Regions from separate parts of the Zea mays genome. Here region 2 is linked to region 1. A link is a contact called in public Hi-C data. All regions are on one chromosome and are shown on one strand. The core of a region is the stretch at or near the end of the contact, and the rest is flanking DNA. Distances in the headings are between cores, read along the strand shown.

Region 1 (7,526 bases), core at 2,183-4,682:
ACAGAGGAAGATAAAGGATTAACGACTGGTCTAGCAGTTCATCTTTATTGACCTATTAACTAAGGTTAACAAGTCTAAGAGGTTTTTGGGAGGAGTCAAACACTACAGAATTATATAATTGAAATGTTCATATGTTGCATTTTTTACATAGGGAAGCTTGTTATGATGGTGCATTTTTGGTTGCTTTTATTGTTCTTTCTGTATAGCTAAGGGCTTGTTTGGATCCCAGGAGCTAAAGCAAAAGTGACTAAAGTTTAGTCACTTAGGAGCTAAACATCCAAATAGAAAGAGCTAAAAGTGACTAAATTGATACCTTTTATCATTTTAGTCACTTTTAGCTCTTCTTGTTTGGATCTTTAGCTCTTGGGATCCAAAAATGCCCTAATTATAGGCTCAGATTTCTTGTGAGTATGAGGTTGCATCTGGGCCAATGTATCCAGTTAGTTCTGTCATATCTTTGCTGACTATATCTGGTAAGTTGTTTTGCAAGTTACTGTGTCAAAATCTGTAATGCATTTGCTGTTCCTCATTTTGGAATGAATTATTAGAGATGCAATCATGCAACTACCTGTGCCTTAATATTGATGGAGGGAAGTCAGAACTTGCAAACACTGATCATGCATTTTCTCTCAGTCATGTGGATTAGGCTTGGTCTAGTAATAGTTTCTTTCTGCCAGTCATATTCTATTGTCTTTGGCTTCTTTTTTGTTGGGAGCGCCTTTATCATGAGCCACATTTATTGTAACAATGAATACACGTTGGGAGTGCCTTTTATCGTCTGCCCATTTATGTAACTAACAACGAATACTCAGCCTCGATAGTGTGAGTTTTTATATAATCTAAATTTTGAAGTTATTTTGTGACAAGCAGTAACACCTTTTTTTTGTTTCTTTCATAAAATGTTTGGTTTCTTGTGCTATGTATTACTGTGTAACAATTATTAGGACTAAATTTGCAGTGTGGAACTTTGAGTTAATTTCAACATGCATGACTATTGGTAACCTGCTAGCTATTTTTGTCTGATGCAAGCATATTTTCCCTAAAGATCATGGAGCTTATAATTTTTGTTCTGTGTTTCAGTGGATGATACCTCAAAGGCAGCTAAAAGACCATCAAAGTATGAATCTCCTGGCACTGATGAATGAGAAGGACAGTGCCATCCGAGAAAGGGACCATGCTCTCGCTGAGAAGAAAGCAGCTATAGCTGAGCGAGATATGGCATTCGCCCAGCGGGATGCTGCAATGGCTGAACGGAATGCTGCAATAGTGGAGAGGGACAACGCCCTAGCTGCACTCGAACTCGCCCGTACAAATGGGTTTAATATGAATAGTGGGAATGGATTTCACCAAGGACCTCCTCTCAATGGAACAAAGAACATCCATCACCATGACCATCTGTCTCATGTCCAAACATCCCCGCTGCAGCTGGCCAATTCTCCATATGACCATGTCAGGGAGATGCACATATCAGAAGCATACCCTATCGCAACAGCTCCCGCAAGTGTTGGGAAGGCTAAGAAGCCAAGGAAGAGCAATTCTCAAGCTTCTCCATCGAAGAGGCCATCAGGTGTACTCCGAAAAACCAAGAAAGCAACCAGCGACTGGAAGAATGCGGGGACTACTGGTGGAGCAGGAGATTCAGCCCGCGCTTCTGTGATGAAGAACGAGTGGAAGGACCAGGATCTCGGCCTGAACCAGGTGGTGTTCGACGAGTCAACCATGCCCGCGCCTGCCTGCTCATGCACAGGGGAGCTCCACCAATGCTACAAATGGGGCAGTGGTGGGTGGCAGTCGTCTTGCTGCACCATGAACATGTCCATGCACCCGCTCCCGGTGATGCCCAACAGGCGCCACGCTCGCATGGGGGGAAGGAAGATGAGCGGGGGCGCGTTCGCGAAGCTGCTCAGCCGGCTGGCAGCAGAAGGTCATGACCTCTCGACTCCGGTGGACCTCAAGGACCACTGGGCCAAGCATGGCACGAACCGGTACATCACCATCCGGTAGCCAGCCGGCGGCCACGTTGAAGCCTGAGCCTGGAAGGGGGGAGAGATCACACAAACGTCGCCTTGCCCTGCATCCCCTAAACCCTCTCTTTTGCTATGCTCTGTAATGCCATTGGTTTGTAGTGGATGGAGCACTTCTGCGTTCATGAAACCACAGCGTTGTAGGTTCTCCCCTCCATTGTGCTGGACTAGTAAACTGTGCTCGCGAGCTGGAGTGCTGAAGTCCGCGAGAATCCATGTGTAATTGTAGCTCAGAAGTATTCGTCGCGTGATAGCTGTACAGTTTGACATCTGGATTCGAGTCGAGTGGTGGTAGTTGAAGGTCTACTGTATATAGTTGGCTTCAGTATCATGGCCGCCGTTGATCTGAAGCCGACGTTCCAGAAATCCAGACAGATACACAAAAAAGGTGGTGTCTGCTGCTGAATTATTCGCAGAACTATAGTCTCTAGGATACCCAGAAACAGAACTCGCAAATCTGAAGTTGTTCAGAAATGAGAATCTAAAGTTTTTTTTAGAGCTCTACAACTACAAGTGTTTAGAGAGCTACAGATCCATGTTTCAAAATCAATCAAAAGTGTCCTCGCGAAATTACTCTCCTCATCCTGATTTCCATGAGTAATAATAGTAATTAATAAGGCCACGGGACAGGACTGCAGGAGCAGGTGGAAGGCAGTAGTAGTTCAGAGGGCTAGCGGGTTGGCGTGGATGGTGACGCGGTTGAGCCTGATCTCGGCGAGCGGCCTGTCCCCGGGGCCGGTCTGCGCCTTCTCCATGAGGTCGAGGACCTCGAAGCCGTGGATGACCTTGGCGAAGACGGTGTAGTGGCCGTTGAGGTGCGGCTGCTTGGCGTAGGTGATGAAGAACTGGCTGCCGTTGGTGTTGGGCCCGTTGTTGGCCATCGACATGATCCCCCGTGCGTTGTGCTGCACCACCCAGCAAAACAAAAATTCGTTTCGTCGTCAGACACAGAGCAGAGGGCAGAAAGACCCAACCAAATCATCAACCGAAAAGAAGACCAACCAACCTTGAGGGACTCCCTGAACTCGTCCGCGAACTTGGTGCCCCAGATGGAGGAGCCGCCCTTGCCGGAGCCGGTGGGGTCGCCGCCCTGGATCATGAAGCCCTTGATGTTTCGGTGGAACACGGTGCCGTCGTAGTAGCCGCTGGCGCAGAGGGCCAGGAAGTTCTCCGCCGTGCGGGGCACCTGGTCGCAGAACACCTCGCACTTGATGTCGCCCAGGTTCGTGTGCAGCGTCACCGACTGCCACAGCCATCCGCGCGTCGACGCCGTCAGTACGGGATACGAATAGGATAGGATAGCACACAGGTCGGGCGGCGGGAGAGAAGGCTCACCATGGCTACGGGCGGCGGGTGGGAGGACGCGCGCAGCAAGGCTGGTGAGTGGTGACTTGGTGAGCGGGACGCAGCGGGTGGGTGGGCGATGTGCTTCCGGTCTGTGCTGTGCGACCCTAAGCAATTTTCCAGGGAGAAGGCGTAGACGAATCTTCTGGAAGGCGGGTATGGGCCGTGTTGGTCCCACAGGCTGTTGGGCCACGCTTTAGTGGACCCGACTGAACCCTAAAAACTCAGCCAAACATTTGTGTAATTAAGTAGAATTCCCGAGTAATTATGCAGGCCGTATGAGTTATTTTCTCGGTTAAAATAATTCCTTTGCCGTTCATCTTATTTAAATACTAGGTCAGTATCGGTGTGTTGCAACGGGGACATATAATATCTCAATAACTTATATATGCACATATGTGTTATATAATTATGAGATAAAGGATGACATATATGAGCTGTCCGAGATGACATCGAAGAGAAACTCGGGCCTGTGACGCACGTGCACTCACCTAGTGTATTATATAAGATAGGTCAGTGTCCATGCATTGCATCTGGAACATATAATATCTCGATAACTTATATATACAAATATGTGTTATACGATTATGAGATGGATGACAATATCCACAAGCCATCCGGAATGATATCAAAGAGAAACTCAGGCCTGTAACGCACGGACACTCACCTGATAGTGTATTATATAAAATTTAACAAGAAGATTTAATGGCAAAAATTCAAAATCAATAAATATAAAATAAACATAAGCATAACTATCTATTTCATCTAGTTTTTTCCATAATACGATCAAGGTACTCTTGTATATTTCCAGGACTGTTAAATCGAAGTGTTCCTCTCGTATGTCAACAGATCAATAAATAAATTCCTACGCAGAGTCGCACCATCATGTAAAGAAATGTTATAAGTAATATTATCCTTAACTACAAATTACATATATGCTATTATTCTCACCATACTAAGTTGCGCTCTTAAACCACTGTCCCACCACTCCATAATGTGCAGAGCAAAATGACCAGTATTAAGACTGAAAAAGTTGCCAACTTTGTTATATTATGAAATTATAAACATAACATCTATATATATGACATAATAATTTTAAGTAATTACCCTTTTAATTCGATTGGAGCATCAGATCGAATTGAATGTCACCACATATAAATGTCATGTGACCATCCAATACGTTTGACACCGTATGTAACCTTATATTTCTTCGAAATAAGAAGAATAGTTTCCCAAAATCTTTTTAGTGGTATATCTTTGCACCATTCTGGAGTAGGTGTGAAATTAAACACAGACACAAATTTGTTTGCATGATTAATACGAAAAGTACATAGCCTGTAGAGTATCTCCATGGCATAAGAACCTGCAAACCATGAGACATTAGAATTATATGTTTGCACAATTTATTTAACTATATAGATCAAAGGAATTCTGACTTACAAATTTACAAAGTGTGATGTAATAATTCATTTGAGGCCAATTATTTTATGTTTTTATCAACTCTATCGCGCTAGGATCCTTATATGACTTCGCTTCTTCGTCAAAACCACACATTTCCTAGAGAAAACATAATAATATAATAGAGAAGTGCCCGTGCGTTGCAACGGAACATATAATACCATGATAACATATAATAACACGATAACTCATGTAAAAATATGTGTTATACCATTATAAGAAAATGTTTCGTAATCCATTTGTGATCCTAGTCATACATAAATTTTGTTATTTTAATTGTTATTTCACCACTATATTGCAATATCATACAAACTTCTATATATGACAGTACAATACTCGTGTGTTGCAACAACATACAAATATTGGATGAAATGTTAGGATGCAACGATAAATAAACAATACATATACTATCATCAACCTCAATGTGTGTAAGTGTGTTATATGCAAAGGAAGCATTGCTCAATCCAGGCCCAAAGAAATGTAGGAAGGTCTGATTTTATTTTTGATAACAATAAACCTATAATTTCAGATGATATGCGATTATATTTTATAATAAACCTATCTTATGTCTCCTTTTTAGATGAATTAGATCCTTTATTCTTTATTTTTTCTATTTATTAGGCTTTGGTAACGAGAGTCATATACTCATATCGATGCCTTTATCGATTAATTCACAGATACACAAAAGATGGAAATAAGAAAAATAAAAGTACTCATGTAATCAAGCCACAAAATTGCATGAAGACTCCATCCGATGGGGTACAATATATTGCAAAAAAAAGTGCAAGAGTGCGGGGCTGCACCAACAAAATAACAACTGTGTGAAAGAGGAGCCACCTAAAGATAAATCTTGTACAAGAAATATGAAAATTCAATCATAGACCAACTAATAGAATAATCATATAAAAATAACTTTCGCCAGCAAGCAATGTTCTTAATTAAATATCCTGATGTTTGCAGCCATATCATTTAACATTATGACCAGATAAGAAGTGACTCAGTACCAGCAGTGGTGAGGTCACACGTTTCTCAATGGCGAGAACAACACCATCCTTCGTCTTCAACCCAATTGCAGTGGATCCCAACTGTATTAGCAAAACAAACAGCAACATAAGCATCACTTCGTCATGAACCCCCATATGAATCCTGCAACTAAAAGGGCCTAGCATTTTAATACAAGTACTTGTCCTTGAGCTATTCTCTACTTAATGCTAGTGGCACACAACAACCTGACTGACAAGGGATAAAAACTAAAAAAACTTGGCATTACATCTCAGATGACATAGTACCAAACTAACGAGACACACAACCATAAAACATTGCAAATCACAAACTTAAATTAGTAAGAACAAGTGAGACATCTCTAGAGTCCAGACTTCATCATACAACACCATCCATTCATAAATCACAATAATTTGTTAATCATAAGAAACCCACCTACTCCTTTTCAGGTTTTGCACTCACACAACTGCCAAACCCCCAAATCTGCCCCATCCAGCCACAAAAACACATAACTTCTGCTAACACACAACAAACCCACACACTGTCAGTCGACATCTTGGCATCCTCGTTGCTCAGATTCAATCGAGCGCCTAAACAGCAAACAACGGAAACCTATTCACTTTAGACCAATAGGCCATAAATAGCCCTGCAAACAGTCGACACAGACAATGTGGACGACGCACTAGGCAGTGTAACCAACGATCTAGAAACGAAGTGTTTTAGAGTTCTTGGAAATTTAATCACAAACCAAAGCAGCAAGCGAGGAGGCGAAAGGGCGCGTTGAAGGGATACCAGCTTGGTCGTCTCGGGTAGCACGAGCCACTGTGAATACAACACATCAACGATGGAGTTCTCACGAAGCGCGCCCGGGGCAAGCTCCACCAGCTGTAGCAGCTCCGGATGCAGCGCTGCCGCGTTCCTCCTCATCGGTCCCTGAAAAGGGGTGGAGGACTGAAAGGGAATTAGGCTTACACCTAGTTCCTAATTAATTTTGGTGGTTGAATTGCCCAACACAAATATTTGGACTAACTAGTTTGCTCTAGATTATATGTTCTACAGGTGTCAAAGGTTCATCTACAACTATACTAAATCGACTGTCCGGAATACCGTAGATTATTCCGGATAGGAGAAGCTTTTTGGAAAAACAGGCCAAGCGCGGACCGTCCGGGCCCTTGCGGCGGACCGTCCGCAACACCAGGATGACACTCGGACAAAACCAATGCAAAAATCCAAGTATGCACTACGGACCGTCCGAAGGAAAAGCAAGGACCGTCCGAGACCGTGCGCGGACCGTCCGGGCTCAGGCGCGGACCGTCCGGTAGGTGAGAAACCGAAAAACCCGAAGGTAACGGGTTCAGAAAAATGAATTATAGCGGCCTCGCGGACCGTCCGGGGTGCACGAAGGACCGTCCGCGACTAGGTCTGTCTGACATCTGACGACGCATTAAATGCAATATAGCCGTTACTGCTGACCGTTACATTTTCAGCCGTTGATCTACAGGGGCAGACCGTCCGGACCTGGCGGGCGGACCGTCCGCGCTCAGCAGAATGGAGTAACGGCTAGGAAGTAGTTGGTGGCTATAAATACAACCCCAACCACCTCCATTTATAGGACCCAAGCATTCCAACCTTCAACATTCAATACAAGAGCTAGCAATCCATTCCAAGACACATTCAAAGCCTCCATCTCTCCAAGTT
Region 2 (7,526 bases), core at 2,215-4,714, 310 kb before region 1:
AATTTGGTATCAAAAAAGGAAGTGCAGTAACTACATCTAACTAAATGTATCAAACAATGTTGCTCCCTCCATTCAAAATTATAAGATGTTTTGGATTTGATGGATACAGAGCTTTTACTATGTACTTAGATATATAGTATTGTCTCGATATATAGTAAAAGCAATATATCTATAAAAAACAAAACATCTTAGAATTTAGAACGAAGGCAGTAGTTCACATCAAGATGATTTTCCCCTGGAATTTGAAGTTATTGCATATTTCCAACTTCTGAAAATGTTACTTCCAGTAATATAAATCATAGTTTCTACGGAAAGAAAACTAGAATTTCCTAAAACACAAGAATAATATGTATAACTTATGAATGCAACAGAGAAACCATAACATTTTGCATGTTGACCAATCATCAAACCATGTGATGTCCTACTTAGGAGTCAAGTTATATCATTTTGGTGTGTTTGCATCGTGTAAAGAAGACATCAGAAAGTTCACTAACTGCTGTGTTTGCCATCATTGAAATAATGTAAAGTAGTTCAGAGTACAAAAAAAGAACATAGAAATTTGGCAAATGTCACATCTCCACATAAAAACTGTACAATACCTTGTTGAGATGCCCATTCTCTAATCTTTGTCTTTTAGTGGATTGGTAATTGCAATCGTTTGAGCTTATGGTACTTCTCTCTCTTATAACTCCCACTGACTTTTTATTCCTGAAAACAAACCAAACTGAGATTAAAATTAAGGTTTTCACGAACCTGATGATGAAGTATCTTTTAGTTAACTAAAAAAAGATAGATGCCACATATTTGGCATTCGATGAAAGCTAACTCAGTAGAAGATAATAGTAACAGAGGTTAAAGTTTTGGGACACTGAAATGAGAACAGAAAAAGGAAAAGGTGAAAAATAATGTGAAGACAAGATACTTGTGATTACAATATTGAAATATCCGGGTTCTAAACACACATATTTCACAACTAATGGTTAATCTAAACCAAACAATACATATAGTGCAAGTTGGTTAAATAAATGAGGAATTAAGTTACAAAGGTGGCTCACAAAATCAACCATCATAATGCTATTTCAAATTCTTTCATATTCAATCCACACAAACTTCACAAAATCCAGGAAGTTTAATTTTACTTACTGTGTCAAATTCTTTAACTGTGCCGGTCTGTTTTGCTTGGCTAATTGGCTGGCAGTAGGCTTCATCAGTGTGGAACCTCTCAAAGAATTGCCCTTCATGGTAGTTTGATAGTGAGAACGGCGTTCATTTTCTGATGCACCATTGCAAGCTTTTCGTCCTATTTTAACTGTAAAGAACCATAAATAATTTAAACTTCTAGAAGAAATCAATCAAAATATAGAAGCACACACCTGGTAAACAGGCAACAAGGAGAGGGTCCCTATGTGTAAGGAAAATGATTCAAGTGTTTGTTCGGTCCTTTTAGGTGTTTAAAATTATGTATATTGCCAAGCTAGATACAGGCATATTGTGACTTGTGAGGCATGTCAATTTGTAATCTAGCAAGCACATTTTCATCAATAAAAGGATTTATCTTGGTATCAACATGTTTTTCAAGACAGTTTGGAGTCTTTGTGGTTTCTGCTACTACGATTCCAATAACTCCCAAAAGTCAAACAATAGTGATAGAGTGGTGGAAGTGCAATGCTCAGAATTAACTGTAACACACAAACATGAACCAACGAAGCCCATACACACTTATTCAACCTCTTATTTAGTAAAATGCAATATAAATGAGAATCATCAAATCGATTAGCAGATTAGAAACGGAATAGTGAACTTCAGGTTCAATGCTAGAATTAAGATTTCCAATACCTTCAAGCTGACGGATTTTTGGTCCCATGCCACTAGAACATTCGTGAGAAGCTGTAGAACAATGCAGATCATCTGTATCTGCAATGCTTCTAATGGTTTGTAACCCAAGATCCTCAGCTAACATCTTAGCAATTAAGGCTGCAGAAACAAAAAAGATAAAAGGTTAGTGACATATTTACAAGCAATAGGAAGAAAAAATAAAGTAACATGTAAAACATTTTATGTACAAGGAATTCGTTAACAATTATCATTGCGAGTTTCCATGACTTTGCATTTCAATATCACTGTACTCAATCATGGAGAAAAAATAAGTCATTTTGAACTACTCTCTATAAGACGTAAGCATCACTGTTCTCCACATCAGACAGTGTTACCAAAAAATGGAAAGTAGCTATACTCATGAAACCACGTAAAAGTCCGATGTGGTGATACACTGCTCCCCCCTCAGCTATATCGTTTTTATCTGTAATATCTAAAGAGCTTCTTCCATTTTAACTAGCAGCCAACTTCTCAACCACATAACTGGCATCACTATGAAACTGATACGATAACAATAAGTGATATGACCACAGGCAAATATGATCCCCCGAGGTTTTTTTGTAGTCCGCATTCACTCTGTATCTTTTATTTCTTCTCGTGTCAAGGTAATACTCTGGTTCTGGACTTTTGGCGATCAAGCTCCTCTATATGTCTACACCGATTTAATAACTAGAAACTGGAGACCTCCATTCAAACATTTTAATCACGGAAACTAATCCCAGATGGGTCAAGTTTGACCATGATAGCCAAACATTGAGAAACAGTCAGCCTCTCACAAAATTCCTAACAGTCAATGAACTTAACATGGGGGCAAATTCAACACTGGACCAAAATGGCGCATGTCTATCCATTCTACCCTTGAATACATCACCCATAACGACTCCGTAACGATCATTTACGTGTTGGACAAAACGACTAATACTAAGAAGAACAAAAAAAAAACCTCGCGAAATGGCCCGTTTCCTAAATGCATCGAATCCACCCACTAAACCTACGCTAACACATATCGGAGGAGGAGTGCTGGAGCACCCCATTTGAAACGCAATAGTCGATCGCACTCGCACGGGACGACCCCCGTTCACGTATGACCCCGAATCGTCGTCCGACGCGCGCGAAGACACAAAGCTAGAACTAGAAATCGCGAGGCGAGGGAGAGGAGAGCACGCACGAGAGGGCGGGTAGCTGGGGGCGGAGGTGAACCACTCTTGCGCCGCAGCGGCATCCAGCGGCGCCTCCTCTTGGGCAAGGTCGAACCACCTGGGCGCGTCGAACTCATAGTCCAGGTCCACCTGGAACCACGTGACCTCCATGATCACCACCCCCTCGCTCCCGCGCCTGCCGTCATCTACGCCGCCCTCCTCCTCCTCCCCCTCTCCCACCCCGCCGCCGGCGGCGGGCGAGGACGGGGCGGAGGAGGCGGCGTCGCACATCTCCTCGTCGTCGCTGTCCATGCGGGGAGGACGGGGTACCTGCCTCTAGCGCCCGTCCGCGCCGGGACGGGCACGGCGGCGTCGGCGAGGTGTTTGAAGGCTGGCCTGGCCGGAGGATCGGTCGAAGGGAGAAGGGAAAGCCGAGGGAATTTGAAATGCGGAGGGTCGGCACGGGCCTCGGGTCTCGGCGTGCGCAGGATTTGACCTGGTGCAGGGTGAGCAATTTTACGCATAGTTCCCTGTAGTTTTCGTTTTTCTCGGTTGGGTCCACTTCGGCAGCCGGCGCAGGAGAATGCAGATTGCAGAGCAAAGCGCGTACGGTAGAATCGTGCACAGTACCTGCCGGTCAAGGAAACAAATGGCACCAGGCAAGGGTAGGTATTGGGAAGTTATTGATTTATGGTTGATTTGTTTTTTTTTTCCTTTGATACAATAATCAAACTTACCAACTACTATACGATGCCCGTTTGGTTCCTTTGATCTAGAAACTAAAGTTTAATTAGGAGACTAAAGTTTAGTCACTACTCTATTTGGTTCTAATAACTAAAAGTATTCAGAACGTATTGAATGAATCAAAAGAAAACAAAAATATGCCTTAGCATTCTCCGGTCATTAGTGCAGCTGAAATAACGTAGGGGTAAAAGTGGAATTAATATGATTTAGTTCCTTAGTCACCCCTTGAGAGACTAGAGGCCCGTTTGGTTACTTTAGTACAGGGACTAAAATTTATTTATGAGACTAAAGTTTATTCTCTACCATGTTTGGTTCTAAGGACTAATAGTATTCAAAACGCATTAAATGAATCATAAAAGGACTAAAATATCTATTATCATTCTCCCGCTATTAGCGCAACTTAAATAAAAGAGGGGCAAAAGGTGACATTTATATGGTTTAGTCCCTTTTAGTTACCACTTGAGAGACTAGAAATTAAAACAGTTTAGTCCCTATTTTAGTCCCGCCGTTTGCAATTTAGAGACTAAATAGAACTAAAATAGAGGAACTAATCTTTAGTCCCTCAAACTAAACGTGACCTAGAGACTAAAATAATTTAGTCCCTATTTAGTCTCGCCATTTGTCAATTTAGAGACTAAATGAGACTAAAATAAAGAGACTACTCTTTAGTCTGGCAAACCAAACCCTGCCTTATATCATATGGTCTGATTATATGGACAACAATTTTGTATAGTAGGTCTCTGGTATTTTTTCACATAATTAAGTAGTAGGAGTACATCTATTTTGCATATTACATGCTAAATCATATTATATGCACTTGTACAATTGTTACGTTTAGAAATATAGTAAAACTAATATTTATTTTTAGAAAAAAAACTGAAACACGTGATTTAGAATTAAAAGGAAGTAGCACTGTAGCAATGAATTGTGATAACCTGGTATGAACAGCTGAGGTTTTATTGAGACTGTCAACTCATGTTTTACCTAGCACCCAGCTAAGAACAACAATTAATTTGGTTAGCTGCTATTAGTCTCCGTTTGGTTAAACTTTAGTCACTTTAACTAAAATATTAAATAATGTGACTAAGGACTCGTTTGGTTTGAGGGACTAAAGATTAGTCTCTCTATTTTAAGGGGCGTTTGGTTAGAGGGACTAAAGATTAGTCTCTAATTTTTAGTCCCTTTTTGCCAAACATTAGGACTAAAATATGGACTAAAATGATTTAGTCTCTAGTCTTGCACATAGGTACTAAAAGAGACTAAATGCTCATAATTATCCCGTTATCCAAACCTATCCCTAGTCTCTCTCGCACGGTTGCACACAGTCTTCTAGTGTTCCAAGGGCATTTGAGTCTTCGGGCAGCTACTATTATGACTTTAGAATATGTTTAGTCCCTACAACCAAACATGTAGGGACTAAAGTTTAGTCCTAGGACTAATTGAAACCAAACAGGGCCTTAGTCTCATTTAGTCTCTAATTTGCCAAACGGTGGGACTAAAATAAGGGCTAAATTGTTTCAGTCTATAGTCCCTCAAGGGGTGACTAAAAGAGATTAAACCATATAAATTCCACTTTTTACTCCTCATTTATTTCAGTTGCACTAAGAGTGGAAGAATATTTAGGGGTATTTTGGTCATCTTATGATCCATTTAATACGTTTTAAATATTTTTTGTCCTTACAACAAACAAGGTAGGGACTAAACTTTAGTCTCTTAACTAAACTTTAGTCCTTGAACTAAAGAAACCAAACGGTCCCTAAGGCCATGTTTGTTTCTTTAGTCTAGGGACTAAAGTTTAGTTAGGGGACTAAAGTTTAGTCCCTAACATATTTGATTCTAGGGACTAAAATTAGTAATAATATACTAAATGACTCATAAGAAGATTAAAATGGTCTTTAACATTCTCCTGCTATTAGTACAATTGAACTAAATGAGGGGCAAATGTGAAATTAATATGATTTAGTCCCTTTTAGCCACATCTTGAGGGACTAGGGACTAAAGCGGTTTAATCCCTGTTTTAGTCCTACCGTTTGGCAATTTAGAAACTAAATGTGACTTAAATGGAGGGACTAATCTTTAGCCTCTCAAACCAAACAGACCTTAAAAGTCTCATCCAAAATTTTAGTCCTCTAGTTACCGAAAGGTAACTAAAAGTGACTAAAATAATATTTACTATATCTGCTCTCACCTTCCTTCATGTGCCCTATTGAATAGGGATGATATAATTAATGATTTTTAGTCATGTTTAGCCATTGGCAAAATAGGGTACTTTAGTGACTAAAGTTTAGCTAGATGACTAAAGAAATTAAACATGGCCTTAAGACATGTCTCTTTTCTCACATAAGTATATAATCTAGCTTATTTTATATAGATTATATAGTCTAGTTTAAATAATCGTATTAGATATGTTTATTTACACAGTTATATAATCTAGTTTAGATAATCATATTAGATTATATAATATAGTTTAAATAATTACAAAGAGCAAAAACAATGATCTAAAATAAGCATCTAAAGACCTACTTATGATTGATTGTTAGTCAGTTGATTGGATCTATAGCGGACCAAATTCGGCAGGTAATGCAAGTGGAAAGAATATCGGCCGACGTCGAGAAAATTTGACTGATGCCACTCATTAACTTGACCATCTAGAAAATGTCTCTAGTTAGTAAAGACATATAGAAAACACCCCTCATTAATGTAATTACTCTCGCATTTTAGCACCTCTTATATAGTTGGTCCTGTTTCTTTTTATTTTTAATCTGAAATTAACTTAAAAACGATATGGAACAAATACCAGGAATATGAGTTTTCTGCACAACAAAATCTAACTTTTTAAATTATGCATACGAGTATACTTTCTATTTCTTTACCATGACCAAAACTATTTTTTCCGGATTGCATCATACATGGGAACTTTAATATTTTTCTTGACGGTTTTAAATATCATAATTTTAGATTACAAATACTTGTCATTTTAAGTTAATTTCGTATTAGAAATAAAATGAAATAAGACCAAATAAACAATGTGTTATAATAAGAGAAGACTAGTGAAGGCATTTTTTTATCTGAAAAGTACGATGTGGCCCTTGCACTTGTTCTCGGCGTCGGACCCACGTCGTCGCGCCGGGCGCGTGGCCTTTGTCCATCTGGCAGCGGGCACGGGCGTAATTTCCCCGTCCCCTCCCCCGGGCAGGCTCCGCTGCCTCGGAAGGCGCGCGCAGGAATCCGATGCGACCAGGCAGGCAGGCACGCACAGCATGCGCGCTGCTTGTCGGCTTCTCTTCTTCCATTCCGTGGCGCTGCCCACTACAAAGTACAAACTCCTCCATCAGGTGTGCACTGTGCAGGCAGCGGTCGCACGCACCGAGATAGATGAGGTCCTGGGTGTCTCGAGGTGAGGTCGCCCCGCCCAGCACCACCACCGAACGCCATCGGTTTGGGACAAATTTTGCTCGGTTTCAAAAACTAGAATCCGATGGTACTGCTACACTCAGTCTCATACTACTACTTGTACAGAGTACACGCGATCGTTTGACACCGAAGCAGCGTTGCCGTCTGCTGCTGGTGCTGCTTCTTTTCTGTGTGCAGGAGCAAGCTTACACGCGAGCCCTTTTTCGTCCGTTGCAGGCTTGCAGCGTTGCTCCTCCCCTTGCAGCCCGGCTGGCCGTGCCCTCCTCGACGCGACGCATCTGCTAGCACTCCGCCGTACGCGGCCGATCCTTTACCCGCTACGAGACGAAGACAGTCTCGTCAGAGGAGACGACA

Evidence for each region. A called contact is a pair of places that touch in the nucleus more often than the background predicts.
Region 2: a Hi-C map of leaf shows a contact between it and region 1, with 4 times the contacts expected there. The contact joins the promoter of LOC100277115 here to the promoter of LOC100280578 in region 1. A contact is called at or near these places in 8 of 25 Hi-C or Micro-C datasets (bundle sheath, ear, endosperm and 4 more).

Annotation. Positions count from the first base shown.
Region 1 is chr9:25,646,674-25,654,199 of Zm-B73-REFERENCE-NAM-5.0, reverse strand. LOC100280578 reads right to left here and starts at 3,432. Exons shown (of 3, transcript NM_001153497.2): 1 at 3,360-3,432; 2 at 3,031-3,267; 3 at 2,512-2,929. The coding sequence starts at 3,362. The coding sequence ends at 2,687. LOC100273963 (BBR/BPC transcription factor) reads left to right here. Exons shown (of 3, transcript NM_001148350.1): 3 at 1,081-2,387. The coding sequence ends at 2,004.
Region 2 is chr9:25,957,069-25,964,594 of Zm-B73-REFERENCE-NAM-5.0, reverse strand. LOC100277115 reads right to left here and starts at 3,464. Exons shown (of 15, transcript NM_001150775.2): 1 at 3,044-3,464; 2 at 1,837-1,974; 3 at 1,144-1,309; 4 at 600-708. The coding sequence starts at 3,326.